Linked DNA regions of Mus musculus: all the other regions are linked to region 3. Evidence: chromatin contacts called from public Hi-C and HiChIP or PLAC-seq data. All regions are on one chromosome and are shown on one strand. The core of a region is the stretch at or near the end of the contact, and the rest is flanking DNA. Distances in the headings are between cores, read along the strand shown. Region 1 overlaps BC039771 (cDNA sequence BC039771). Region 2 overlaps BC039771 (cDNA sequence BC039771). Region 3 holds the start of Rin2 (Ras and Rab interactor 2). Region 4 overlaps Rin2 (Ras and Rab interactor 2).

Region 1 (6,846 bases), core at 2,328-4,827, 55 kb before region 3:
TGAAGAGTTCTTCTCCCCATCTCCCCATTTGCTTCTGAGAGAGCACCCCACTCCGAGTATCTCCCCACCCTGAGGCATCAAGTCTCTACAGGAATAGGTGCATCCCCTCCCACTGACACTAGACAAGACAGTCCTCAGCTACATATGTGCCAGGGTCCTACGGCCAGCCCTTGTATGCTCTTTGGTTGATGGTTCAGTCTCTCGGCGCTCCCAAGAGTCCAGGTTAGTTGACACTGCTGGTCTTCCTTTGGGGTTGCCATCCCCTTCAGTTCCTTTATTCCTTCCCCAAACTTTTCCATGGTGATCTCCAATCTCCATCTTATGCTTGATCCTTTTGTGTCTTAATTAGATTTCATTGTACAAATTCCCTGAATTTCATTTATGTATTCTGTGTTGGTAGCGATTATGACTGTTTTGGCTTTATTATAATTCCCAAGGTGCTATGTAGAATGTCCTAATGCAAGATTTTTAAGGACATTTATTTCATTTTGAGTGTAATTTCTGGATAATGTAAGTATGTACTTATTTTTTTATGAAACTGCTAAATTGCTATCCTTAGAGGATGTAGTAATTTATATTCCCCGCTCCCCGTTGTATCTGAGCATCGCCACTTTTTGAGCCACGTCCCCACCCACAGCTGATATCATGGATCTTCTATTTTATCACACTGGATAGCTCTGCTGCAGTGTGTGGTGGTCTGAGCATTTCCCTGATGATTCATGGCACTGAACATCTTTCCACATGCTGATCTGTCGTCATCTGTATGACCTCCCTTGGTTTAATATGTTTGCATATTTGGTTTATTCTGTGTTTCATTGTTTTGTTTTTGTCAAGTGGCAAGAGTTCCTAAGAATTGCAGGGTTTTTGGGTTTTTTTCATGTTCAGAATCCACATAAAAAAGTAAACAGTACTCTAGTACTCAGGACTCTTATGTCATAATAGCATACTCTGGAATTATTTTGTAAGATGGTTAGCGTCACCAAAAGCATCTAACGGAAGGGCAAAGGGGAATTGGATTGTCAGTCGTTGGCCAGAGACAGTGATTGTTGGGCGGCAGCTCAGTGGATCTTTTTAAATGGAGAAAGCCTCCTTAACCGCTGGGAATGGGTAGCAGGTGATTAGAAAAGACGTGGAGGCGCTTTTTACTATCTTCCTCTCTCCAGTAGCAGGGTATAGAGGAGAATTGCCAGCCATACAAAGTTCCCATGGCAGTGGGCTATCAGACCAGGAAGGGACTAAGCATGCTCAATAACACATGTGCTCCATGCTGGGTATCTCAGTGTGTTCCCCTCCACAGTGGCCTCTGCCCCTTGGCTCCTCTTGCCCACCAGTCTTCTCTTTTGACATCAAACCCTTACCTTCTCAGCATTTCTCATAGAATAAAAGTGAGCCAAACACATGCCTGTGACTGAGTTAAAACAGCCACCAGTGAGTGAGTTATCCAATATCAGATGACATTTTTTAAAAAATGAGGCAGAAAAAGACTGTTGTTCAATTTATTTGCTGTCTCCTGATACTCAGTGAGACCCACCTTGTCATTTACTGAATCCTATGGAGCCTCACAGTGCACAGGATGCTGCTCGGGGCTAAGGGAAGTTCATCATGAGCCAAAGTCCTTCGACACGTTTCCTCAAGACACTTCTATTGTGGCAGAAGAAATGCGTGATGATGATTAGAGGCCCACCATGGGGTCTTGGCTATAATAAGCTACAATATTAAGTAAGTGAGGCAGAAGTTGGTGAGTGCAGATTCTGGAATGGTACACTCCAGAAGATTAACAAGTAGGGCTGAGGCTTTAAAATTCTCTCTTCTACATTTTCGATGGCTTTGTTTTGCTTTTGTGATAAAAATGATACTTTTGGTGTAAAAAAAAAACAGATTTAAATTCACCCACGATGAGCTGTTATATCATAATTCTGTAGCCAAAAATATTGACAAGTTCAACCAGAAAATACTGTCTTTATGTCTGGGGTATAGTTTTAACATGTTTTAAGGAGGGAGGCATTTGGAAACATAGATAACTTATAGAAAACTAGATGTGTTGGTAATATGATCCCAAATGTTTCATGTGAAATGATCGATAATATCTTTGGGTCTTACTAAGTGACAAAATGTGCTGTGTAGTTTAGAATAAAACACGGTATCCTTAAATGCTGAACACAGAAAGCAAGTGTTTCTCGTGTTTGCTCTGAACCGTTTCATGGCAGGTGAGACGTAAATGTGTACTTGAAAAGTCACAAGTGGGGTGTGAAAGCAGGGATTGCTGAGGTTTGAGAAGCTTGGCCGTAGGAGATTCACAAACGTGGGGAAGAGAGTCACCCAAAGCCAGCCACTCTGACGCTATCTATACCCAGGCTGTCTGCTGCAGGCTCGACTCTCTTGAGCATTTAGGTTTGTGAGTGGTACGTGGATAGGTGACCGTGCTGTACACCTCCTCTGCCCTCTTTTTTTCTCTTCCTCGGTGCCTCCACCAGCCCGATGCTTCCTGATCCTGACTCATGGTGACTGTTCACAGCAACTGCTGCAGTCATGTAACATTCTACCCAAGGCTGCTCCCCCTCCCCACCCACATTGTTAAAGTCATTCAGCCCCTGATTTTTAAAGTCTACATGCTCATCTATAGGGCCAAAATAAACTAGATCCCCTCCAAACATTAATTCAATACTATGAATTAATTTTATGAAATTTGGCTATGTCTTGTTTTTCTACTCACAAAGAGGCTCAACATTTGTTTCTGCGTGGTTGTAATAAGCTCATACATCGAGTCTGAGCTTCATGGCTTTGTGTTTGCTTCCAGAAGGTTCCATAGTGATGGATTCCAGTAACTTTGAAGATTGCTTGTGAGATAATCAGATTTGTTTGTTTTGGTTTTTTTTTTTATTTCATTTGAATGGATTTAATCTTATCCTCTTATCTAAAGCTATTAAGTAATTCATTTTGAGAATTAAATTATGCTAGAGAAAAGACAATACAGCAGAAGCTTTTATATGTAAAGATAAAAGGAATATAAAGCAAAAAGTCAAAGTTTCAAAGTTTGGTGGTATGCAAAAGAAATCAAAGAAGGCATATAAAGGAATGTTGAAGAGTATCAAAAACTATTACATTGCTCCCCTTTGCTTCTCACCACTCCTGAGTTTGCTGACAAGAGTTCAGTTGTTTTGTGCAGTTGCACTGGGACGATGCTGGTTTACTTTGTCATCATTGCGTTTCTTTGTTTTGGAAAGTCACTTTTCTGCTGCTCCTTTACACGCCATAAAAGCGGAAGCCACCCCGACATTCTCGGTGTGGTATTTGCTGATACTGAAGTGTGTTTATGTGGTTTCAATCTGTAGTCCCCAAACCCCTGCTCCTTAACCTTTTCTTTTGGATAATGTGAATCATGGTTCGTTTTTGTTTTTTGTTTTGTTTTTTTTTCTTCTACCCTCGGCTCCATGATTCAGAACCATTCACTTCCTCAGGATCACTAAATTGCCCCCACAGCCCTCTGGGAAGCTGATTTGTCATGACTGAGCAAGCCACCTTGTGTGCCATTGGCCAGCACCAGCTGAATAGCTACCCTGAGGGAGTGGGATAAAGGTGGCCGCCACATCCTGCTTTGGGGAAGTGACAAAAGGCCCAGTCTTGAGGATGTGTCTGCTTTGTAGCAGTGCATGGGTTCCTCTTTATTTATAATGTACAGATAAATCTCATATTGAGAAAAGACAAAGCTGTCTCATTGGTGGACTCACTTCTACTCACAAGGTGCAGTTATAAGAGTTGAGCATCACCATCCCCACGGGTTCATGGTACATGTTTGTGAGTGACTTGAATTTTACCATATAGATGCAGCTTTGAAAAACTTGGAACGGATTCATATACCCCAAACACATTTGAACTTACTTGAGTCTAATTTCAGAGAAATTCGAGGCAAGAGTTTTTTTTTTTTTTTTTTTTTTTTTTTTTCTGTCCCTCCTTAGACGAGACGTACCAAGTCATTCTGAAAGTGGTACCTTAGTTACGCTCAGGTATTTTCAGTAGTTTCCACTCCGTGTCATCTTGTCCATAGAAAGCTCGAGATTATCAGCCCCAAAGGTAGATGGGACCCCACCTCTACATGAGGCCCTTTTCTTACTTATTGTAAAACAAACCTTTCAGGTTCATGAGACAAAGTAGTTTAAGAATGGGGACAAACATGTAAAGTAGTTACAGGCTGGACACGTGTCAGAAGGTCAGTTTTGCTTTCAGCTTTAGGTAGTGTTAAGACTGAGTTTTTAAAAAAGATTTATTTATTTGTATTATGTATCTGAGTACACCGTAGCTGTGCAGATGGTTGTAAGCTATCATGTGGTTGCGGGAAATTGAACTCAGGACCTCTGCTCGCTTCGGCCCAAAGATTGATTTATTATTATATGTAAGTACACTGTAGCTGTCTTGAGACACAGCAGAAGAAGGCGTCAGATCTCATTACGGATGGTTGCTGGGATTTGAACTCAGGACCTTTGGAAGAGGAGTCAGTGCTCTTAACCGCTGAACCATCTCTCCAGCCCAAGACTGAATTTTTACCTCAGGTTTCCTGTAAGCTTCCCAACATGGAAACTTAGGGATAGAAACACTGGTAGCAAACAGTGCCTCCTGGAAAGGGGTGGATGTCACTGACCCTAAGCTGAGTCACAAGCATACAAAGCTGGATCAAGAGACAGAGAGAAGGCTCGGTCTGTAAAGGCCCTTACCACCAAGCCTGGCAAAATGGAAGCTGAAAGATACTGGAAAATTACCTTTATATTTTCAAAATTAAAATCACTCCATGGTCAGTAGCTTGTTTGGGGTCAGGTACTGTGGAGGGCCAAGGCTGAGGATCAAGTTCTCATGGATTGGATGTAGAGTCTGAGCTTCAGTCAAGAGCTAAAAGCACACATTGGCATTCAAATCCTGATTGCTGTGAATTTCAGTAGTAGTGAAGTGTTATGTTACCTGTCAGACCTATAAAGATTTAATAATTGTTAATGCTCATAGTTTAAAAGAGGTTGTGACATGGTTTAAAATACACACAAAAAAACTAAAAACAAATTTTTTTTAGTTAGTTGAGGTATTGTGGTATATCTATCTGTCTTTGAAGTAATATTTTACACTTATGAAAGAGACAAGGTAGATATATCTGATGAATACACCAGTAGACAGTCTGCGCAGTGATTTCTCTATGTAAAAAATGTGTGTGCACATGTACCTCACATACGAACACATTTGAGCATTCATACATATCCATGTTCCTAACACCTAGTAAGATTTATTTCTAGGTGAATAAAGACTAGAATGTGTTTTAGTCAGGTAGCATGGCCATAACAAAATACTACCAAGATAATAGCTTTTGCAACAGAAATATACTACATTTAGTTCTGAAAGCCAGGGAGGGCTGAGATCAGCGTGCCCACGTGGTTGGGTTCTGGTGAGGGCTGCTTCCTGGCTTGCCGTGGGCTTCCTGACTTGTTGCTGGCTTCCTTCTCCCTACATCCTCAAGTGGTAGAGAATGTGAGCAAGCACTCAGGGAACCGAGGGCACTAACACCATTGTGGGGGGTGGGGTGTACTGGTTAGTTTTGTGTCAACTTGACACAGCTGGAGTTATCACAGAGAAAGGACCTTCAGTTGAGGAAATGCCTCCATGAGATCCAACTGTAAGGCATTTTCTCAATTAGTGATCAAGGGGGAAAAGCCCCTTGTGGGTGGGACCATCTCTGGGCTGGTAGTCTTGGGTTCTATAAGAGAGCAGGCTGAGCAAGCCAGGAGAGGCAAGCCAGTAAAGAACATCCCTCCATGGCCTCTGCATCAGCTCCTGCTTCCTGACCTGCTTGAGTTCCAGTCCTGACTTCCTTGGTGATGAACAGCAGTATGGAAGTGTAAGCCGAATAAACCCCGTCCTCCCCAACTTGCTTCTTGGTCATGATGTTTGTGCAGGAATAGAAACCCTGACTAAGACAAATTGGTACCAGCAGAGTGGGGTATTCCTGTGACAACCTGACCATGTTTTGGGGAGGACTGTGGAAGGACTTTGGAACTTTGGGCTTGAAGATCCATCCGTTGTTAAGAGCTCTGTCGGATGTTGTGTAGGAGCTTGGAAGATAATGTTGAGAACACTGCAGAAGATGGAGGTTTGGTTTGTGAAATTTCAGAGGGAAAATTAAAGACTTTTTTCAGGGCCATTGCTGTTTTGATTGTGAAGATTCTGTAGTTCTGGTTAGCTGGGGCTGAAGAATTAGCTGTGATTAACAAGATACCAGAACTACTAAAGCAAAAACTTTGCATTACTGGGACTATTGATGCTGGTTAGCTGGAGCTAAGAAATTAGCGGTGATTAAGAAGAGACCAGCATCATTGAGATGACATCTTCTGGGAAGTGTTTTCTGAAAGCACAAAGAGGCTATGTTCCAGAGATGGCCAAGGTTGTACTCCTGCTGCAGCGGGACTTGGTAATATGTAAGGGTCACCCAGGTGGTACTGGTTTTGAAGGCATGAAGGGGTCATGCAAAGCAGCTGAGGCTTGGCACTGTGAGAGGCCATGGAAGGCCATTGGTGAAGGTGCAGCCTCAGTTGCAATTGAAAGGCCCAGGACTGAAGGGGTCATGCAGTGTTTTGGAGATGCCAGTACCATGAGATGACCACCAAGAGCATCAGCAGCAGTGGAGTACAGGCATCTGGAGCCTAGAGGATGATGTGTGTGCTACAAAGGGCATGGCTGGAGAAGTGACCCAAGCCCTTGGAGGAGCCCAGAAGATCGTGAGTTGGATCCCAGACATTGGACAGTTGGAGATTGATTTTTGCTTTTGATTGTGACTGTGCCCTGATATTTTCCCTCTTGAAGGAAGAAACTGTT
Region 2 (7,018 bases), core at 546-3,045, 36 kb before region 3:
CAGCTGCTGTTGCTATGACACCGAGCCTCCAGATCCGTGACCCAAAATAAATCTCTTTGCTCTTCATAAACTACCCAGTCTCAGATATTCTTTTATAAGAAACAGAAAATGAACAGAGATAAGTACAATGCCATCCCGATATAGTAATCTTTATATATTCCATCTGTACTGACTAGTTTTGTGTCAACTTGACACAGCTGGGGTTATCACAGAGAAAGGAGCTTCAGTTGAAGAAATGCCTCCATGAGATCCAACTGTAAGGCATTTTCTCAATTAGTGATCAAGGGGGAAAGGCCCCTTGTGGGTGGAACCATCCCTGGGCTGGTAGTCTTGGTTCTATAAGAGAGCAGGCTGAGCAAGCCAGGGGAAGCAAGCTAGTAAAGAACATCCCTCCATGGCCTCTGCATCAGCTCCTGCTTCCTGACCTGTTTGAGTTTCAGTCCTGACTTCCTTGGTGATGAACAGCAGTATGGAAGTATAAGCCGAATAAACCCTTTCCTCCCCAATTTGCTTCTTGGTCATGATGTTTGTGCAGGAATAGCAACCCTGACTAAGACACCATACATTTAGTATGCTCAAAAAAGCAAACACCAAGTAACTTTGAAAAAATACTTTCATTGGGTTTCTTTTCAGAAGAGCCAATCTTATGGAAAGTAGCAAATTATTCTAAGTATCCCTTCATGAATTAAAGTTTTCCACATCTCTAATGAAATACGTGAGGCTAGATCTCCAAGTTAGCTTCAGTTATCAACTTGACACAGCCCAGAGTTAACTGAGGGAGTCCCCATTGGGGAATTACCTCTATCATTTCAGCCTGTGGGCATGTCTATGGGTAGTCCTCTTGACTGCTAATTGATTGAAGAGGCCAGGCACACTCAAAGCAGGGCCATACCTAGGCAGGTGATTGTGGTTATAAGGGAAAGCCGACCAAGTGGGAGCCAGAGAGAACAAGCCTGTAGGCAGAGTTCCTCTGGTTTCTGCTTCAGCATTCGCTTCAGTTCTCGCTCTGGTTTCCATCACTGACGGACTGGAAATACAAGTTGAAACAAACTTTTCCTCCCCAGCTTGCCTTTGTTCAGAATGTATTCTCACAACAACGAAAAGTAAACCTGAGCATGGGGCAACTTCATGAAGCAAAGGTTTGCTTTCATTCACTGAAAGTCCAAGATCAGATCAGGCCTCTGCTGAGAGTCTAATGGCCGGTGGTGTTTTGTGATGGAAGTGCTTGGGGAAGACACTCATATGGCCAGGCAAGAACCCAAAGGAAAGAAGAGGCCTCGTAGTAACTCATTCTCAAGAGAGCTAGCTCAACCTCCTTGAAAACCTCCTGAATAGCTTCCCAGGATAGTGCTCCCAATACTAACTCTTTCTAGGTCTCACATCTTAAAGGTCCCACCACTTCACATGCAGTCAAACTAAGGACCAGATCTCTAGGGAACGAGCTGTATCCAAACCACCAGTCATCAAAATGTTTTCAAATAAAAGATGCAGACTTTATGAAGCAGTGGTGTTTTAACTCGGTAAAACACGCAGTGCCCTGACTCCTAAACTGTTAGTAAGCTTTGGAACAACTGAATTTAGGCCAGATAACAAGCCTCGGGGCACGCAGATACCTTAATGGGATGTCAGAGAAGCCATTAATTTCATGGTTGTCAGTTGTAGTTAAATCTTCAAGTGTGTCAGATTCCAATGTCTTAATCACTTAAGCAAGAAGAATAAGACCAGCAATGTGGCTGACACAGTTGGTGGCTACAAGCAGAGGCCTTAGGAGGTATTTGTTACACACTTCGTTGCTAAAGATGGGGACTAAACAGTCAAAGCTGAGAAAGGTTCACTTGCTCCCTCTAGAAACTCATACATGGTAAACAGTACTTTCTACTTCTGCTGAAGTTCTTCCTCTTGTGGAAAGGATATGACTGTATTCTGTCCAACATTAGTCTATCAGAACTCTGACAGGTGAAACCCAGGTTAGTTACATGAACAGGTGAGTAATGGCTGAGAATGATGGAGACGGGATGGGAACCATCTAAAGAGAACCTTCTCTTAAGAGGCAGCATGAGCAACTCCATGCAGCCAAGTGATGTCATAGGGGAGGCAGCTGCTGTGTTTCAAGCTCCTCAAATTTTCCAAAAGATGCCAGGAATCTCAACTTCTGTGATCTCTTCATTTTTCTCCATTAGCAAGTGTCTAGATTTTCTTTTGTTTGTTGTTGTAAACCTGTATTAATGCAATGTTTTGCTTTGCTAAATACAATTGGACTGACAGGCCAGGCTTAATCCTTAAGTGGTACCTATCAGTCCTTTTCTTCCCACCCTCATCTAAGCATAGAGCATTCGTTTACCACCTCTCTTTTGCCCTTCGCAAAAGCACATGTAGTTTTGTTGTCTTCCACCATTCAGTGTGCCTGGCTGGCACAGCGTGAGAGCATGTCCCTAAATGCTTCGGAGTTCATTGCAGCTAGGAGCTGAACAGTTTCAATCTCTCTCTCTCTCTCTCTCTCTCTCTCTCTCTCTCTCTCTCTCCCACACACACACCCCTCCCCCCCCCCTGTGTGTGTGTGTGTGTATCTGTCTGTGTAATTTACATTGTGCCCATATAGCAGAAGGCTAAGGGTAGTGTTGTGGTGGCAGGAGGTGTGGCTTAGGGTCAAGACAGAACATACCCTGATAGCAAAAAGGAGATTTATTACCTGAGGGAGTTAAGTGGGGTGGGGGTGGAGGGCTACATCTAGATTGGTGTAGATTGGACAAAGGCATCAATAGGGGTTTCTCTCTCTCTGTAGGAGTGGGTTTTTAAGTAGAAAGGGGGGTGGGAAGTCTATGCTGGGATGAGTTGGTAAGTCCTGATTGGGCAGGTTAGCCAGTATAGCCAAATAATGAATTGTGAATGCCAGGCCTTGGTTTTTAGTCTCAGAAATGACTCAGTGGCTAAATAAGGGACTAAACCTTGGAGGCTAGCTTTAGGAATGTAATCTAATGGTTTAGCAGGGGAGAGGGAAGGTGAAAGGGCAAATTTTCCTGGTGCCATGTCTGCCCTTCAGTAGATACCTGGGCTAGAGATAGAAAGGCTTCTGAGGCCTGGAGCAGATTCCAGCTCTGTGCTCTTCAGTGTCACCTCTAGCCCAGGAGTCATCTGACAGGAGACTGCTGAGCTCTTGAAGTACAGTTGGGGTGAGCCCAGACGTGCTTGCCAAGGCAAAGTGAGCTCTGGATTTGAAAGCTGTAGGAAAAGATCAGATCTCCCATTTTTAAAATGATATTTGTAAGTTGAACTAGTTTGGATGTATGGAGGAGATAAGATGTGATAGTGAAAGCCCTTTCACTTTTTGCTTTTGATGTAGTCACTAGGAAATTTAAAGTTACGTCTGTTACTCATATTCTCTCCTGCTCAGGGTTGCTCTGTACCAGTGGTCTGGAAACTTCTGGAAAGGTCCAGATAGCTCCATGGGCCAGGCAGTCACTGCTGCAAGAAATCACTGTGCCAGGCCTGTACAAAACTAGTCGCAAATCGCATGCAAAGGGATGAGTGTAGCCATGTTACAATAAAACTTTATTTCCAAAATCAGGCAGGGCCTAGATTTCTGGCTCCTGCTTGCTAAGAACCAGCAGGGAGAGGGGGATGGCAGTTCTGAGGGTTGATGATCCTTTTACTGGCTAGTCAGGGTGCTAACTCTTTCAGAAGTCCATGGAGCTGGTGTCACGTGATGACATATGTATCTTTTTGTATTTCCCTTGTCCTTCAGGGTAAAGTTGACTTAAAAAGACCCCATCTGGCCTGGTAGTGGTGGTGCACGCCTTTAATCCCAGCACTTGGGAGGCAGAGGCAGGTGGATTTCTGAGTTTGAGGCTAGCCTGGTCTACAGAGTGAGTTCCAGGACAGCCAGGGTTACACAGAGAAACCCTGTCTCGGAAAACCAAAACCAAAAAACAACAACAACAAAAAGACCTCATCTGGATCAGTCCTCTTCCTATTTCAAGTGTACAGACATTGTTTTCAATTCTCTACCAGTGGTCAACAGTTTAGTTATCTGGAGTCTTGTTTTGCTCCAAGCCCCTGTGATTTTTGTCCTACACCTGTGTTCTGTTCGGTAGCCATCACTTCAGAGAAAATTGTACAGAACCAAATAGGAATGGCAGGCTATTTATGGGGTAGTAAGGGAATAGAATTCATGGGACACCCGTAAGTATAAACTGTGTTAAAGATGAATGTGAGTTTAAGCCACCAAATCTGCCAACTAAAACAAAATCCTTGATCCCCGTGAGTTCGTCATGCCTGCCCAATGAATGAACACATTTCAGTCTTTTGCCATCAGAATATAGACACCACTTGCTGGAGCTATGCAGACTGATGGAGAAAACTTGGCTAGAGCTTAGAGGACCTGACAGCCATCAAACCAGGCTTCCTCCCAAGGTCAGGGCATGTGACCTCAGACCCAGCCTGGTAGCTGGAGCAGCATCCTCCAAACCCAGCTCTTGCTTGTCCAGCAGCAGTGAAGTTGCAAAAGGGAGCTTCCAAAAGTGGAAACATTTTCAAATAAGTCTTTTAACTTTTCGCCTGTGGATACAGCTGCGTTGACACAAAGCCACGTTTGAGGCATGATGTCTCAGAAGCCTGGCACCGCGGAGTGTTTTTCTACTGGGACCCATAATTGTTGGCTTTTAAGAGTGGTCCTGTGTTCGGTTTTATCAATGTGGTACTTGAACTGGACTTTCAGCTGACCTCCAAAAGGAAATAGTTTTAAAAGGAAGAATTTTAAGTCTGCCAAAAGCCAGATAATGGCACAGCACAGAAAAAAAGCCAGCGTTCTGTGGTTTTTATATTAAAATACGAGTCTCTTAATGCCTCAAAACAGCGGCCAGAAAATGCGAAGTTTAATACATGAGGCTCTAAGAAGCCGTTTTAATGAGCTTTAGTTTTCGCTTTGTTCTTTGTGATTCCCCCAGAAGGGGCAAGCATCTTCCTCCTGGTCCTCCTCCGCCATCTATTTTTGCTTTTATACAAATGGCTGTTTTCATTAAAGCAATTTCAAAATATACTGAAAACAGCCATGCCCAACTCCAGGCCTCGTACTTTGAGGAGTTTTCAGCTGCAGGCTCTGCAAAATATCTTGAGGAGCAAAGCCACCAGTATCCGGCTCGTCCAGCATCGTGAGTTACTGGTCCCATGAAGACTCCTCACTTCCCCTTGCTTTAGCTGAGCCACATTCCTGCACTTTGGTTTTGCTAGGTGACGGTGTTTTCACCTTTTCATGAGGGGCCATGTGAGAAGCCAACACCTATAGACAAGGTGCCGCGATTAGATTGGGCTACTTAGCATTTCCACTTCCTCACTAGGTACTTTGAAATATCCCAGCCTGAAAGTGGAATCTGTGGTGGAGCATGTGCTTAGCATGCACAGAACTCTGGCTGCAAGAGCTAGTACAAGAAAGGAAAGAAGGGGAGGGGGCGCGGTTTCCCATAGCCCTAGGGAACATTGAAATAAACTCTGCCTTTGTGACTATGTTTTCAACCTGCACACCGGTCTTCTGCTCCACCTCCATGGATGAAGGGACCTGGGGAGGTTTGTCTACTTGATCCAGTCTTATTTATCAGGCTCAATAGAGCTGTGTCTCTGGAAGTTGATCATGTGTACATAGAAGGCTTCAACTCCATACCAGTGCGGACCCTGGGTAGAACACACGTAGCAAGTCAGTTCACAGCAAGTGTGGCTCTCGGGCTAATTACATTGACTGCCCTCTTGCTGTCAGCTCACAGTTGTCACATATTAAGTGGGATAGGAAACACCAGCACGGACTGCTAACAGAGGTTTGTCCTACCGGCAGTACAGGATCCCTAATGTTCCGTCCGTATCCTTATCAACACTTGGTAAGGTCAGCCGTAAGTTTTACCTACTGAAGTGGATGCATAGGATGTTCCACTACAGCTTCAAGTTGGAGTTTCCTGTTAAGAAGCAAGGTTCATCGCTTTCTGATGCCTTAGGATGGGGAAGTCTCCTCCGGAAGCTGTATTGCGAGCTACTCAGGAAGTTGAATTGTTCCTCCTACCCAGGAGGCAGGTGTATTGCAAATTCAAGGCTGTCCTGGGTCACTGTATTCATCACTTTAAAATGAAATATCTTGTTAAAACCTCTAATGGATTTTAGTGGATTTTGGGTTTTAATTTTACTAACTTATCTTAATGGCTTATCTTCTTTAAAAATATTACATGTAATTTATTATTATTTATTTTGGACTGTATGTGTGTGTGTGTATATATATGTGCATGTCTGCATATGTGACTGCAGTCAGTTCTCTCCTTCCACTATGTGGATTCTGGAGTTCAAACTTAGGTCCCCAGGCCTGATGGCAAGTGTCCTTACCCATAGAGTCATCTCACTAGTTCAGGTTTATCTTTTCAAATGCTTTGATCTTTTATATTTTATTTCATTGAGATGGCGGGTAATTTCATGTCCTATTAAAGAACTCTGTGCCCCTCTTTCTTGCCTTGCGTCCTAACTGATTTCTCTCTCTCTCTTTTTGTTTGTTTGTTTGTTTTTGAGACAGGGTTTCTCTGTATAGCCCTGGCTGTCCTGGAACTCACTTTGTAGACCAGGCTGGACTCGAACTCAGAAATCCACCTGTCTCTGCCTCCCGAGTGCTGGGATTAAAGGTGTGCGCCACCATCCCCGGCTTGGATTTCTCTTGGCAATTCTTGATTGAGGTGCATGGAAAGCTGATATGCTGGTTAATCTGACCCCAGCCAGAATCAAAAGGGAAGAGGGAAAACTCAACTAAGAAAATGCCTCATGTGGGAGGTGCTACCCCTGGTTGGGTGGTCCTGGGTTGTATAAAATAAAAAGCAAGCTGTGCAAGCCGGGAAGTGGCTTTCTTCCATGGCCTCCTCTTCCTGCCTTGAGCTCCTCCTGCCCTGACTCCCTTCAAAACGAGCTATGAACTGTAAGATGAAATAAAGTCTTTCCTCTCCAAGTGGCTTTTGATCACAGTGTTTGTCACAGCGGATTAGGACACCAGGTGTCTTAG
Region 3 (6,894 bases), core at 2,632-5,131:
TGAGACAGGGTTTCTCTGTGTAGCCCTGGCTGTCCTGGAACTCACTCTGTAGACCAGGCTGGCCTCGAACTCAGAAATCCACCTGCCTCTGCAGCCCACGTGCTGGGATTAAAGGCGTGTGCCACCACCGCCCGGCTAAGAGCAAGTATTCTTAACTACTGGACCATCTCCCTAGCCCCTGAACTCTGTGTTTTGAACCTCACTGTGAGTGACAGATTCCCAGCTGTTGCATCTGCTGTTCTTTGGTGGAGTTTACACTTGCAGCCTAAAACAAATTTAAAAAATCAGAGGGGAAGGAATTAGGGTGAGGTTGGGCAAAACTTACAAAATTTCAGTCCTGAGAAACAAATCTGGAAAGATCTATAGTACAAAATGATGACTGCAATCAATATATCTATTTCTGGGAGTGGTGGTGTGTGCCTTTAATGCCAGCACTCAGGCAGATGAAGGTGAATCTTTGTGAGTTTGAGACTCACAAACGCCTGATCTATGTAGCAGGTTCTATACACAGGACTGCATAGTGAGATCCTGTCTCAGAAATAAAGGCTGAGCTTTGCTGAGACTTTAAAGTGTCCCCAGCAAACAAACACACGAACGAATGGACATGCCAGTTAGCATGAATTATCTATACATATTGTTTACAGATTTCCAAACTGTTGTATCGTATACTATAAGTCTGTGCTTAAAAAAAGAGAATACAGTTTGAGCAAATTAAGAAGATTGAAAAGAGGAGTGGGAGGGGAAAGCCCGTCTCTCAAAAGCTGGGATGCCACCTAACAGCCTTCAGTCAGGTGCAAACCAAGCATAGAGCTGTAACACCTCCCCCGCCCCATTATGTCACCATGTGACTAGGTAGTCATCTTAGTTTGTGTTTGGACCATGTACAATATTCATACAGAATAGAACCTGCCTTTAAACAACATAGGACTGCAGGCTCCAGCCCTTCAGCCTTTTCCAGATCTGCCCCCAGCAAGGTTGCACAAAAGCTGGAAGCTCGCTGAACTGAAGCAGCTCCATTAATTGACCAGCCAGACACCACAACCTCTGCATTTGTCTCTGCTTTCGACTCCACAGAGACTGGGCTGTGGCCATGTCCAGGCAGGGGCCGATGGCCTCAGTGCTTGCCCAGGTGGCTCTTAGGACTTGGAGCACGCTTGCTCAGCAGGCTGCCGGGATAGCTGGCTCCTGGCCAGGGGACATGGGTGTCACTGATGCTTTTCAGGACAGACCTTCAGTTACCCCAGAAGTCACCCATGAAACCACCTGGAAAGCCACAGAGGCCAACAACAGAGGGGCAGCCTGGGGTTTCTGGGCAAGGGAGGAGCACCTGCTTCCGGTCTTTGTCCTTTATCTCATCGACTGTGGCTCCATTTACATCCTTTCAATGATTGATGGAAAGGCCTGGCTACTCCAAACCATCACAGTGGCTTTTTGCTAGCATTCGATAGTGTCTGGAAAGACAGACCGCTGGACAGAAGGGTCTCATTTTTTTCAAGAATCTGATGACTTGACCTTTCACAGAAACCAGGCAAGGTCTTCAGCAGACCAAATCTGGAGGAACGTCATCGAATCTCAAGCTACGATACAGTTTTGTTTTGTTGTCCAGCTGTAACTGGATGGTTTGGGGACCCACTGCTGGATAGTATTTGCAGGAAGGATGGGGGAGCTGAAAGGAGGGGAAAGTGACTATGGTCATCTCGATTTAGTGCTGTAAATGTTGAACCAAGGTATTGAAAAATTTATAGTTTGGGAAGAAAACCATTGGAGTCACAGGAATGGTCATGAAATAAAATGTCCAAGCACCAAAAACCTTGTACACATCTAAACACACTCAGGCACATCCCAATCTGGTGTGTCCCCAGATTGGTAAGGTCTGCATCTCTCCGCATCTCCTGTAATTTGACATACACCACCTCTGGCACTTGTCTTGGTGTTCATGTCTTGGAGAAGCCTTAAAAATAAGAAAGGACATCACCTTCCTCCTTTAAAGAAATACAGCAATCTGCAGGCCCCACAGAATCTAAACTAGGTGTTTAATCAGGACTGCCTGAGTTACAGGTGTATGTGCGTATCAGCCGCTAGTTAAATCACCAGCAAACTAAAGGAATTCAGACGACTCCGTTGCCAAAAGAATTCCTTGTGAGCTCATCATGAGGAATGGTTTGTATATGGAAAACCCTGGAACAGAAGAAAGAAACTGTTCTGCATGAGGAATGGCGTCTTGGCTCTCTCTTAGCATTTCCTGAACTGCCAGGCTATGTGGAATCTCCTGCCAGGAAAATGTCCAGAGGTAAAAAAAAAAAAAAAAGACAAGCTTTAGGTTTGTTTAAAGTGTGTGCTTCGTGAAAGTGTCTGAGTTTCTGGGTCTAAACGGTTAATCATCTGCTGCCCAGGGTTCCCATCCCTCTCCAGTTCTGAACACAGCGCTGTGTTTTCCCTCTGGAGTGGTGCCAGTCTATGGACGTTGCTAATAAGGATGGGCTTCAAAGGCCCTGGAGCTGGACTTCCACTCCGATGCTGAGCCGGGAGCGTGAACCTCTGGAGTCAGCAGGATTGCCGTGAAGCTTGCCATCTCTCCAGGAGGGTTTTGGATCACTGTCCTTCATCCCAGCAGGATCACAAATGGAACAGGATGCCAGAGAGAAAGTGACCAAGACATGGAGCAACAAGTCAACTAGAGGAGGTTTTGAAAGGAAGGCTAGGTGCGTGAGATGCTGTTTTGCCTAGATGAGATTCCACACCTGAGTCCAACCTAACAGCTCACTGTGGGTGTGGGTTGAGAGACAGTTTGGGGGGCATCAAAGGAATCTCTACAAAGTCTCTTGCTTTTACACTTGTGCATTGCTCACTGGTAGACTTTGCCTTTCCCCTTGTTAGACTGTCACTAGCGCTGACCTCAGCATCCAAGTGTCTGATGCTGGCTCTGTCATCCAGGCTTTGGTACCTCACCACTTCATGCCTGCAGCCCAACCACTTTTAATATTCCTTAGTGATTCAAGTGATGTTTGCACTTCCTACTTTCTGTGTTGCTTGTGTCTGCAATATGCCCTGGCTTGTACATGTTATAGCAAGTGGGTTGAAAGGCATGTTTGTGTGTGTGTATGTGTGTGTGTGTGTGTGTGTGAGAGAGAGAGAGAGAGAGAGAGAGAGAGAGAGAGAGAGCCAGCCCTTTGTGAGATTTCTGTTTAAACCTGTACAGTTTCACTGGCTGTACAGTTTCACTGGGTAAGTAAGGCTTTGGGGACTTCCCTTGCCACCCCAAGACACACCTGTCTCAGCCAGGTCTCTTGCACCAGGTGTGTGTACCCAGCTAAGACTGAAATGAAGATGGAAGTCTTTGCAGGGTGTGTGCAGATATTACTGGTTTCTGTCCTAGGAAGGGAAATTCCAAGCATGATAGTCTCGGCGATGATTCAGGACCATGTTGTTATCCTGCCTTTAAATTTTTCCTCTGTGTTCCAAAGTGAGCCCAAGCCCTTGGATGATCCTGGAGCTGTTTACATGCGTCCCCTTACACAAATGAGCTCTGTAAACACTGACTCTCTGGGCTGCATCCCAGTCCCACTGGCTTCTAAGGGGGGAAAAAACAGAGGGATTTCTCCCTAGTGCCCTTCTGCTGACCTTGCCTGCCCGGGAGGAGAGCTAACTGAGGGAATGCTGACCTCACTCCCTAACAGCAGGATTTCCTGGGACATAGAGGGATCCATTCTTCTGCGATCTGCCATATGAAATCTATAAGCTTTCACAGCAGATTATGGGGACAACTAATATTGGTTCCTTTTGGACTTCAGCTTGGGGTCAAGCAAACACACAAAGCCATCTTTATGCTCCCTGAAGTCCTGAAGACCTTCTACGTCAGCTGCTGGCAGAGGGGGTGGGGCAGCGAGGTGGGGCACAGTCTAGGAAGAGTGCTGGCCGCGGCAGGAAACCGGGCTGAAAGGAGATGTAAGGGCTTTGGTGGGAAATAAATGGCACAATGTTGTTGACGGAAAAAGATCTTGGCAGGACTGTTGTTGTGAGTGCTCTGTGGCTTAGAAAGGAATTTCCTACAGGCTCCACTAACCATTGAAAATGTCTCTACCTTCAGGAGTCCCCGGCATGTTGTAGAGCCTCGCTGGGGGAAATGTCAGCGTGGACCATGGGCGCCCAAGGTCTGGACAAGCGAGGAAGTTTCTTTAAGGTAAAAGGAAACTAACTGGATTTGGGATCTCAGCTCTGCTCCCTCTGCGCGGCAGCCTGAGGAGCTGCAGGCACCCGAAGCTGCAGGCTGGAGCTTAAAAGCCTGCTGGCTAGACCAGCTGGGGCCAGGGGAGCTTGCCTGTGAGCACGGTGGTGCTCAGCGGGCTGGGGCTTTTGTGGTTTAATAGTTCCTCACTGGCTGGGGTCTGGGTCAGAGATGCCACACGGTGAGACCCTAGAGGGGCTCTGAAGTGGTGTGCTGTTCAGGCTTTTTAAGCTAGGGAATTTCAGGATGAAAGCTGGACTTTGATTTCCAAAAAATTAATGGTGTGAGACCAGTGTATTCGTCTGACTGAATCATTAAAGAGCAGAAGAAAAAGCAAAGCAAAGCAAAACAATGATTCCAGGACCTCACTTTAGGCTGATCAAATGTTAGTTTCTCAAACACTCAAAGGTTTCTTATGGTGGGGCAAGGGGAAGACAAGATTAAAGTCATACAGCTTGTCTGTTTCACGTGGGCATTGCTGGGGCTAAAGTAACTTTCTGGTTTAATGAGAGATTTTTTTTTAAGGTTATTTTATATGGAGTGCGTATGTTTAAGATTTGATGGCCATTTCTAATGTGAACTTGCAAATTAGTTTTCCTTTTGTGGCTTTTTGACCTGTTTATTCATATCCTCAAATAAATGCAAATTTATTTTGGAAAATCCTGACTCACACCTCACCCCCTGCCCTGGGGATTGGGGGGGGGGGGAATAGACTAAAGGAAGTTAAATGTGCACATGAAGTGTATTGCAGTCAGGTGTCCCAAACAATGGTCCTTGTCCCCAGAGGAGGCGCACCAAGGAAACCTTATTGCTTTATTACTGAGAAGGGGGGTGGGGGGAGTGCTTGTGGTTAGTAAATCCAAAGCCCTTAAGTGTTCATAAGTATGTATGTGTATCTGTGTATGTATGTGTATCTGTGTTTTCTATTTCCAAAGAGATTGAGACTGATCATATGTCAGAGGTTGACCCTAGAAAATCCATCAGAAACCTTGTTGATAGAGCAAGCTTTATTGAGCTTATTGCTGAAACGAGGGCCAAGAGTCTCATCAGTGTCTAAGCCAGGGACCCCTGGGAGGTGCGTTGGTAGGTTTTGGTTGCTGAGTCCCAAGTCCTTTAAGCTGAGTTCTCCAAAGCAGGGTGTAACTGGATTTTAGTGAAGCTTGATAGTAAGCAACATCTCTGATTGGGTTTTAGCGAGGCGTGGGAGGGAGTGTCTCAGAACTGGTAGACAGAGGTGAGTCTTGTTGAGTAAACCATTGACTAGCATGCTGCTCTCCCAAGTGAGCAAACTTTTGAGACTTCCTGCAGCAAACAGAAAGGCTATTGACTGACTCATAGCCTTAAGGCTATGGACAGGAAGATCCTGGAAGAATCAAGTAATGTTGACACAAATGACCTCCGCTCTCCGTGCAGGTCGTTAAGCTGTGTCTACATAACTAATCTCAATCCTCAGCGAGGTTTCTCAGCTTTCATCAAACCTGTGTAAACGGGAGGGAGGAGCTTCATCCTCCGGTTTCTTGGGGGACCAGGAGCTGAAGCCCGGAGCCCTCGATTGTATCTTACGCTGAGATATGCGTGCAAAAACACCATCTCAAACACTGCTTTATCCCAAGGCATGGCCTAAATTAGCCTAAATATTGGTTAGTCCTTAATTACCACCTTAGGATGTACAGGGAACCCTGCGGAATCATAGCTTACATAGTAGTTAGACTTCAAAGTCAGGGCGAAAGAAAATAGAGTGTGGTCAGAACTGAGTTTGAAAATTTCTAAAGAAGATGCCCTGTTGGACTCCATGGACCGTCCACCCTGACGTCAGTTTTGGTCAGTTGTTTTGGGGTTTTTTTTATTTGTTTGTTTGCTTTGTTGTTGTTGTTGTTGTTGTTGTTTTTCCAGTCCTGTTTTCGTTTTCAGCTTTCAGTGAAGCAGCAGGCATAGGAATCGGCTTGTAATGCTGTCTTAGGCCATGTGAAGGAGTCACCTGGGGAAAAGATGAAAGCTAGCTAAACCCTGTGAGTTCTGTTTCTTGACCTCTCATGGGTCAGAGCCCCCTTTGGAAAATTCTGGCAAAGGAGTCTGAACCATTTACTATTATCTATATGTTTGACAGAGCTTAAATTATATTCTCTAAGTTAGATGGTCATGTCAATGATAGTCCCTTTTATGTAGTCTCACCCCCCCCCCTTGTGTTGATGGACATTGTTGTTCAGTGGTCTGCACCAGCCTTAGGCATGGAGCTATCTGCATGGATAAAGTAATGCCCTTTGAACACTTATTAATAGCAAACTGGATCCAGTGGCCCATGTAACTTGCCCCTCAGGACATCGAGGACCATGGACTCTTTTGTCAGACCTCATCTTATTTAGAATCATGTCTTTTAAGCACCTGTGATTCCACCAAGTCCTGACCCAGACCAGCTAGAGAAAACCCAAATGCCACCCTGGCTTCATGGAACTTCTAGTCTGGTAACAAAGAAAGATAACTACCAAATCAGCCCAGAACCACAGTATCATCATCATAGAAGACAACAGGCCCTAGGATTCGGAGTAGATGGGGCCTCAGAGAATAGGCAGCCTAACCTGGGGCTCCAGAAAAATTGCTACTACACTTGACAGCTGAGATTGGAAGGTGGGTGTTGAGGTTTGGTCTTTTGCTATGTATTGTAATGTTAA
Region 4 (7,209 bases), core at 1,164-3,663, 57 kb after region 3:
ACATATCAGATATTCTGCATATCAGATAATACATTATAATTCATAACAGTAGCAAAACTACGTTTATGAAGTAGGAATGAAATAATTTTATGCTTGGGGATCACCACACGAGGAACTATATTAAAAGGTCGTAGCTTTAGGAAGGTTGAGAACCACTGGGTTAGATACAGCTTCACAGGCATTTCCAGGAGAATGAGGAGGCTCTCCGCTGTTGGTAGCCAGTGCCCCTAACAACCAGGGTGTGGGCTCCTGTCCTGGAGAGAGAACTCAGGAGGGGTTGGGAGCATGCACCTGACAGTCCGTATTTCACCCATCAGCTCTTTTCTGAAGATTATCCCTGATAAAAGCCACTTTGTCCTGTAATAATACGCTATAAACCTCACGTGGCCGGTTAGATCAAGTCAATACCAAAGACTAATTGCCAGGTCTAATTTATGGTTTCTTCTTTATGAGGCTCCATGAATCTTACTCACCCTCTTCCTGTCTGGGCCCTGACTGCTTAGGCTGAGGTCAATCATCAGAGCAAAGAGCATTAAAAAAACAAAACAGAAAAACCTCAAGCTGGGGAGGAAGGTTCGTGGGATGTGACTGTCTGGGGAGAAACAAAACACCTTCTTGCCTGACACATGGGAGAGGAACGTCATTGTGTTAGACACTGTCAGATTTGGACTTGTTAAAATATGGTAAATTAGTGTTGACTGGAAATGTTGGGCTATGGTTTTTGAGTTGGTTTGGTTTGGTTTGGTTTGGTTTGGTTTGGTTTGGTTTGGTTTGGTTTGGTTTGAAGTGCTGAGGAACCTACTGAGGGCTTTGAACATACTAGGCAAGTGCTGTATTCCCATATCTCCCTGACTCTGAAATAATGATTTTGAACTTCAAGCATCTCTTTAGTGGCATGTTACCATCCCCTCCTCCAGCCCCCTAACAAAAACAAACAGCTAACTGATCAGAACCCAAAGTGCACGTTTCCTACTTAGCTCTGCAGCCAAGTGACACATACATCGGAGTCCTCAGATGTACAAGATGCATGTTCCCCAGAGTCTGGGAGAACTGCAGCGGCTCTGGTCCACCAGGACCTACAGAATCAGAATTGTGGGGGTCAAAACCAGGAGCCTGTGGCTGCACCAGTCCCCAGAGGATCCCCACACTCAAAAATTTGGCAAGGTGTAAAGCCTTTAAATGTGGGTCCAGTTGGATTCCCCTGCATTCTCATACCCACATCCTGCCTCAAAGTGTCATTGACTTGACCTGGGGAGCAGTGTCACTATTGACTCTTAAGTTTCTCTGATGATCCCTGTAAATGGCCAGGGTAGAGAGGCAGTGGTCGTCAGGTAACTCACCTGTGCAAAAGGGATTTTAGCATCAGCTTTCCTTGGAAGAGTTTGTTCTTTTACCTCTTATGAATCGTCACTTTAGAACACCCAGAGGGACTTCAGTGGCTTTTGCATAAAGGACAGCTGTAATCTCACTGGCTTGATCTCCTGGGTTCAACTGATCTCTCTACCTCAGCCTCGTGCATAGATGGTGCTTTAGCTATGCATCTAGAAGAAAAATGAAATATGGGGCTGTTTAGATTGGTATAAAACCAAGACACTGGGGCCAGGGGTGGGATGGTCTTCCCAGGGCTCTGGTTCTGTCTCCATGATGTCAGCACGGCTTGGCTGTTTCTGAGGCCTGACATCACCCACATAGACAATCTCATGTCTCCTTTCTGCAACCCTCCACTCTTCCATCCTCCCCAATCTTGAGGCTTTATCTAGTGCACACCCTGGGTGTGTGTTTGATGACTGAATATATCCCACACTGAGCATGCGTTCCTGCTGCCTGTTCCAGGACTGTGCTAGGGACTTGTTCATTCCAAGTCAGGAACGATATCAGTGTTAGGAGAAGGAGAGAGTCCCCAGAGCTAAGCCACCTTGGACTAGAATTTCAGGACTCTTCTCCCTAGCACGTACATGCTCTTGATCAAGATCTGGCCTCTGATCCTTTTTTTGTGCTGTGTTCTGTTGTGTTTTTGAAACAGTATCTCACCTGTAGCCTTGGCTGGCCTGGAACTCACTATGTAAATCAATCTGGCCTCCAACTCAAAACCAGCCAAACTTCTGGGGTTAAAGGCCTGTGCTACACACTTGGCTGCCTTGGATTTCTTGGTCCTTCTTCCTCCATTTCTAAGTGCTAGACTTACACCGGTCATACGTGTGTGTGCCTAGACCATCACCCTCTTTAAAACCAGCATCATAGTACATAGTGTGGTACTTCAAGAAGTAAATGATTGATTGCACGCTGGCAGAGTCCAGCAGCTCCATACATCCTCAGGCTTCAGTTTGCTCACTCCTCACCTACAGTTAAGTGTTGGCAGTGAAGGAGGCTTATTTGTCGATATGATTCACAGACCACAAAACCTCTCCATTTGTAGGACATGAGTCATTCCGGAGTTTTTAGTGGATTCATGACATTGTGTAGTCCTTGTTGTTACCACGTACCACATTCCCTACAACTCCCAAAGACACCTGGTACCTGTTTGTAGTTGATTCTCATCTCTCTCTTCTTTAATCTTAGCCAACCACTAACCTACTTTCTCTCCCTAAGACTTTTCCCATTCTGAACTTGTACAATTGAGTCAGATAATACTGTGACCTTAGCTCAGTGCCCCGTTGCCCCACCACCACAGCAGGTGACAGACTCACACACCTGGCTCTTCTCACTTAGCATGCTGTTCTCCAGGGGCATTGTGTGGTAGCCTTCCACTTTGTAGCTGAGTAATCTAGCTTAGCCTCTTATCAGTAGTCACATTTTGGGTTGCATCTCTGTTTTTTTTTTAATGTTTTTTTTAATTGTTTATTTGTGGGGTTCGGGTTGTTTGTTTGTTGCTGTTGAGGCAAGTTCTCACTATGTTCCCCCATCTGACCTTGAATTCACAGAGATCTGCCTTAGCTCCACTGCCTGACTGCTGAGATTAAAGGCATGTGCCACTTCACCACACCCAACTATAAAAAGCTTTTAGGGCACATATTTGTTGGCTTTTATGAATAATGTCATATAATTTTACGAACATCGCATACAGCACCACTGAATTATGATATTTTATTATCCATAATGTTGGGGATAAAGAATATTTAGGTTTGTAAGAAGAAATGAAAACCAGTAATTTAGATACAGAACAAATATCCTTAAGTGTGTTTTGACTGTAATACAGCTCAACAGAACTTGTGTTTGTGACAAGTGCTTTTAAGCATTGAGACTTCAGGCATCAGAAAGCCTGAAATTTAGCAGTTTGAAGTTCTGTCCTCCAAGTAGCAAATACTTTAGCCCAAAGACAAACAAGCCTAAGCCAAACAGTTTATGGTACTTAGGACCTTTTGAAAATACGGGAGAGTAAAATAAGAAATGAATCTGTCCTCCATACTTTTTGACTGGAGGGCGGTGACCCCATTGTATACATATGCTGTGACAGATCTGTCCAGTAAGTTTCAGGGAACAGCATCAGTCATTGAGCCCTGTTCTTTTCTTTATTCTAGCATGGTGAGACACAAGGATGGTGGCTACTCTGAAGACAAGGATGGGAAGACATGTCCCCGAGACTCTGGCTATGACAGCCTCTCCAACAGGCTCAGCATTCTGGACCGGCTCCTGCATACCCATCCCATATGGCTGCAGCTGAGTCTGAGTGAGGAGGAGGCAGCAGAGGTCCTGCAGGCCCAGCCTCCAGGGGTAAGAGCCAAAACTCGGGAGCTGAGGCAGGTATGCTGCTGCCTGACAAAGAAACAGTTGGGAAAATTGCCAGAAAGTTCTTTCCAGCTCCTGGGTCATATGGCTTCCAGTATAGACATCAAATACAATGCAGGAAAACTCTGGTCCATAAGGCAGTCTCTAGGAGTAGATTCCTTTCCAGGCCTGTCTTCATCTTCTCAATTATGGGACTGTATGGCTCAGCAGGGTGCCAGGGCATCAAAGGAAGGAAGCGGAGCCCCTGGCCAGAGGTCCAGGCCTGACCTTCTGAGCCTGCTTCTGGATCCCTGGTTGTCCCCTATGCTCTTCTTTCACTCTGAGTTAAGAAACCCTGTGAGGTTCAGTCATTCATCTGGGAATACAACCTTAGAAAGGTCTGTGACCAGAGGCTTGTCTTCTTGGGCTGCCCGTCTTCTCCTTGACTTTTCAGTAGCTTTCCATGTCAATCAAAATCTGATTGTGTTTCAGCAGCTACTACCTATCCGCGACCATTGCTTCCCCTTAGTCAGGCTACTCACTGTAGCTAGACATGGCAGCTTATATCTGTAATCCTGGTACTTGGGAGACTGAGGCAGAAGGATCTAGGTTCAAGACCAGCCTGGGCAATGTAGAAAAACTCTGTGTGTGTGTGTGTGTGTGTGTGTGTGTGTGTGTGTGGGTGTATGTATGTGTATGTGTGTAGTATATTTTATATATATGTATATATATACATATATACATATATACTATATGTGTGTATGTATGTATGTATATATATGTGTATATATATATATACACAAATACATATATATACATATACACATACATACATATATGGCACTAGGGAATAGCTCAGTAGATAAGGCACTGGTCATATAAAGTATAAGAACTAGAGTATGGATCCACCAGCCAATCTGTGAGCTCTGGATTCAATTGAACAATCTCAGTAAATATAGCATAGAGTAATTGACAAAGATACCTGATATCAACTTTGGGTCTAAATAAATAAATAAATAAATACCACTTCACGGCTCCATTTCTTAAAAATAAACAGCAACAGCAAAACATTATTCATTGTGACTGGCATATCCTGTGTTGTTCACTGTGATAAGGTCTCACCTATATTGTAGCTATTTAAGTTCTAACACACTACAGTGAATGAAAATAGCAGCTCAGTTATGGACTTTCCCTAACCACATTTTCAGTACTCAGGGCTCACAGGAAGCTGCCATAGGGGAAGGTTCAGGATAGAGGCTCTCTGTCACTGTAGAACATCACTCTGTGCGATGTCCACTGCCAAACAGAAGACAAATACAATAAATCACAGACAAAATAAGGCTTAAAGCGTTTGATAGATACAAATAGATACAAAGTAACTAAGCCATACATGGATAGTATGGGGAAAAATTCTATTAACAGCTAGCTGAGGAATGTCATAGCAGCAGGGTACCAAATTCAGCTTTAGAGTCCTGCAGCTGCTAGGGCCTACCTCTGTCACTCTCTGTCCTTAGAAGTGAATCTGCCTGTCTTTGCTTCTTTCTTCCTTCCTAAATACAGAAACAGACAGGACTAAGAATTTCATGACATCAAGACCACTGGGGCTGTCAGTGCAGAGGTGGGCCTGCCATGTGCTGCTGTGTAGGTGGAGTCCTCCCAGCTCCAGGAAGGGCTATGAGGGGCACTATTTGATCATCCTTGGAAAGAATTCCCTAAGCAGCATACTGAGCTGTTGCCCCCAGGCTTGGTCTCTATGGTCAGAAACTTCTTCCTGGGAGCCTCTGCTTTCTACCAGTTGATTTATGTGCTTGTGCATCTCTGCCAAAAGTTCTGAAGCAGGACCTTACCAGGTAGTAGTTCCCCACCCTGCCCTGCTCCCCTCCTGGGTGGGGCATAGCCATTCCTGCTGAGGCTTGTATGAGGAGCAAGCTAGCAGAATAGTCTCTCTATCCACGTACCTGAGCTCTTGACAGAGCTTTCCTGACAAGATGGGGCAGGCTGAGGACAGGCGCCATGTGGACCAGAAGTGATGGTGGGGACTGAAGGAAAAGCAGGTGGCTAGAGGCCTGGTCCTGGTGGCGTGAATGTATGAATGTACTGAGGATGTTTCGGTACCCTTAATTAAGCAAGAGGTCTGTGGACAGCTCTGTAAGGAGCCTGAGTGTGGAGATAGTTGGTTTGTCTGGCCATGCAGTGTCTGTCATACCTACACAGCACAGGCTTTTGCCAGGCAGAAGCAGCTACAGATAGTATGTGAAGGGGGTAAGCAGCTCTGCTTCAATACAGAGTTACTCACAGAAACAGGACCAGGGTGGATGCATTCTGCAAGCCTGACTTTGTCAGCCCCTGTGACGTCAAGCCTGGAGAGTGTACTCCTGTTCCCCTGGTCCCTAGCTGGTCTCCAGGGAAGTCCCCATGTTTTGTTTCATACAGGGTTTCTCTGTGTGGCCTTGGCTGTCCTGTAGAAGGGAGCTGTGCTTCATCTCTGCCAACAGCCGCCTCTCAGAGCTTGGATCCCTTACCCCAAACACATTCACCCAGGATGTCATTTGCAGGGCTTCTGCCTCAGTTTTAATTTGTCCCAGAGCCCGAGTGATCAGATATGTGAACCAGGAGAGTTCCATGGATGGTCTATTGTTACTGAGGGGTGGGGGGGACTCAAAAGATTTTCTGGTCACACCTTCCCCCAATAAGCATCATGGGTAGTGTAAACATAAAAAGAAAGGCAAAGATCTCCAGGGTGGGGGTGGGTGAGGGGGTCAGCTGTGAAATACTGTAGCAAGAGAGAGAAGGTGAGCGTGTAAGGTTCGAATGCAGAGGAAAGAGATAATTAGTGTGGGATCTTTAAGGAAAAGGGACCATTTGCTATAGACAGGGACCAGGACTTAGCCAAGGCCACCACACTCTGCACTTCACTTGATGTGCAGGCAGGTGGATGATGCTTCCTGGAGCTAAGAGGACTCAACCTACACAGCAGAGCATGGCTGGCCTGCTTCTGCACTGGCAGGCCCAGTGGCCTTGACGTCGTCACTGGAAATTGTTTTGGTCTAAAACAATTTGGTGAAGACAGTGTTGGGACCAGAGAGAGCAGCCTCAGTGTTGGCTGGGGTGACCGTCAGAGACCTGATACCTACCTCCCAAATGATGCAGCCATTGTTTTCCTTCTCAAGGTTTTTGCCATTGTCTGACTTGACGTACTATCTCATTTTTCAAAAGAAGCTAGAAATTCATATTCAAAAGCAAAACCTAAAACTATAAAATAACTGCTTTTTTCACTCTTAGCAAATTCGAGTTCCTCTCTCAAATTTGCCATGAGCTCACACATTTGCCAGTGAACTCACAGTTTACCATCTACAGTTTGACCATGTGATCTTTGTTTAGAATTTGTTTCACCCACCAATACAGCTATTTGAGACAGTGCAAGAGTCACCAGAATGCCAGTGCAAACAAGGGATGGGTAAGGTTGGGATGGGTCAGAGTGAAAACAGGGTTCCTCTAAGCCCC

What was found. A called contact is a pair of places that touch in the nucleus more often than the background predicts. HiChIP or PLAC-seq counts read pairs in DNA pulled down with a chosen protein or histone mark.
Region 1: a contact with region 3 is called in an HNF4G HiChIP or PLAC-seq map of pancreatic cancer cells. The contact joins the enhancer-like site here to the promoter of Rin2 in region 3. A contact is called at or near these places in 4 of 39 promoter capture datasets (3T3-L1-derived adipocytes, liver and trophoblast stem cells), 1 of 15 datasets of contacts at CTCF or cohesin (the NIH/3T3 cell line), 12 of 484 Hi-C or Micro-C datasets (the AML12 cell line, bone marrow-derived macrophages, dorsal root ganglion neurons and 8 more), 4 of 115 datasets of contacts at active chromatin or transcription factors (bone marrow-derived macrophages, embryonic stem cells, extraembryonic endoderm stem cells and 1 more) and 3 of 9 other capture datasets (adipose tissue, liver and pancreatic islet).
Region 2: a Hi-C map of muscle stem cells shows a contact between it and region 3, with 1.4 times the contacts expected there. The contact joins the enhancer-like site here to the promoter of Rin2 in region 3. A contact is called at or near these places in 1 of 39 promoter capture datasets (trophoblast stem cells), 1 of 15 datasets of contacts at CTCF or cohesin (the NIH/3T3 cell line), 6 of 484 Hi-C or Micro-C datasets (liver, macrophages, muscle stem cells and 2 more), 7 of 115 datasets of contacts at active chromatin or transcription factors (bone marrow-derived macrophages, embryonic fibroblasts, embryonic stem cells and 4 more) and 3 of 9 other capture datasets (adipose tissue, liver and pancreatic islet).
Region 4: a contact with region 3 is called in an HNF4G HiChIP or PLAC-seq map of pancreatic cancer cells. The contact joins the enhancer-like site here to the promoter of Rin2 in region 3. A contact is called at or near these places in 2 of 39 promoter capture datasets (the 3T3-L1 cell line and stem cell-derived epiblast-like cells), 1 of 15 datasets of contacts at CTCF or cohesin (the NIH/3T3 cell line), 5 of 484 Hi-C or Micro-C datasets (brain, nephron progenitors, stem cell-derived neurons and 1 more), 2 of 115 datasets of contacts at active chromatin or transcription factors (pancreatic cancer cells and stem cell-derived neural progenitor cells) and 3 of 9 other capture datasets (adipose tissue, liver and pancreatic islet).

The regions. Positions count from the first base shown.
Region 1 is chr2:145,727,119-145,733,964 of GRCm38.p6, forward strand. The region is part of intron 2 of BC039771 (cDNA sequence BC039771); the gene reads left to right. Among named protein-coding and RNA genes, the nearest start is that of Gm34513, 6.7 kb to the left of the region's middle. Within about 2 kb of position 3,578, at least 39 of the 459 cell types and tissues checked have an H3K27ac peak or open chromatin away from gene starts, as enhancers often do. A contact at or near this core is called in bone marrow-derived macrophages, pancreatic cancer cells and trophoblast stem cells, where this site is marked.
Region 2 is chr2:145,748,171-145,755,188 of GRCm38.p6, forward strand. It overlaps BC039771 (cDNA sequence BC039771), which reads left to right. Exons shown (of 4, transcript NR_033220.1): 4 at 3,743-5,502. Among named protein-coding and RNA genes, the nearest start is that of Gm34513, 28 kb to the left of the region's middle. Within about 2 kb of position 1,796, at least 3 of the 459 cell types and tissues checked have an H3K27ac peak or open chromatin away from gene starts, as enhancers often do. A contact at or near this core is called in muscle stem cells, where this site is marked.
Region 3 is chr2:145,782,235-145,789,128 of GRCm38.p6, forward strand. It overlaps Rin2 (Ras and Rab interactor 2), which reads left to right and starts at 3,882. Exons shown (of 13, transcript NM_028724.4): 1 at 3,882-3,945; 2 at 4,088-4,180.
Region 4 is chr2:145,841,193-145,848,401 of GRCm38.p6, forward strand. Rin2 (Ras and Rab interactor 2) reads left to right here. Exons shown (of 13, transcript NM_028724.4): 5 at 3,519-3,711. Among named protein-coding and RNA genes, the nearest start is that of Gm39954, 49 kb to the right of the region's middle. Within about 2 kb of position 2,414, at least 55 of the 459 cell types and tissues checked have an H3K27ac peak or open chromatin away from gene starts, as enhancers often do. A contact at or near this core is called in pancreatic cancer cells, where this site is marked.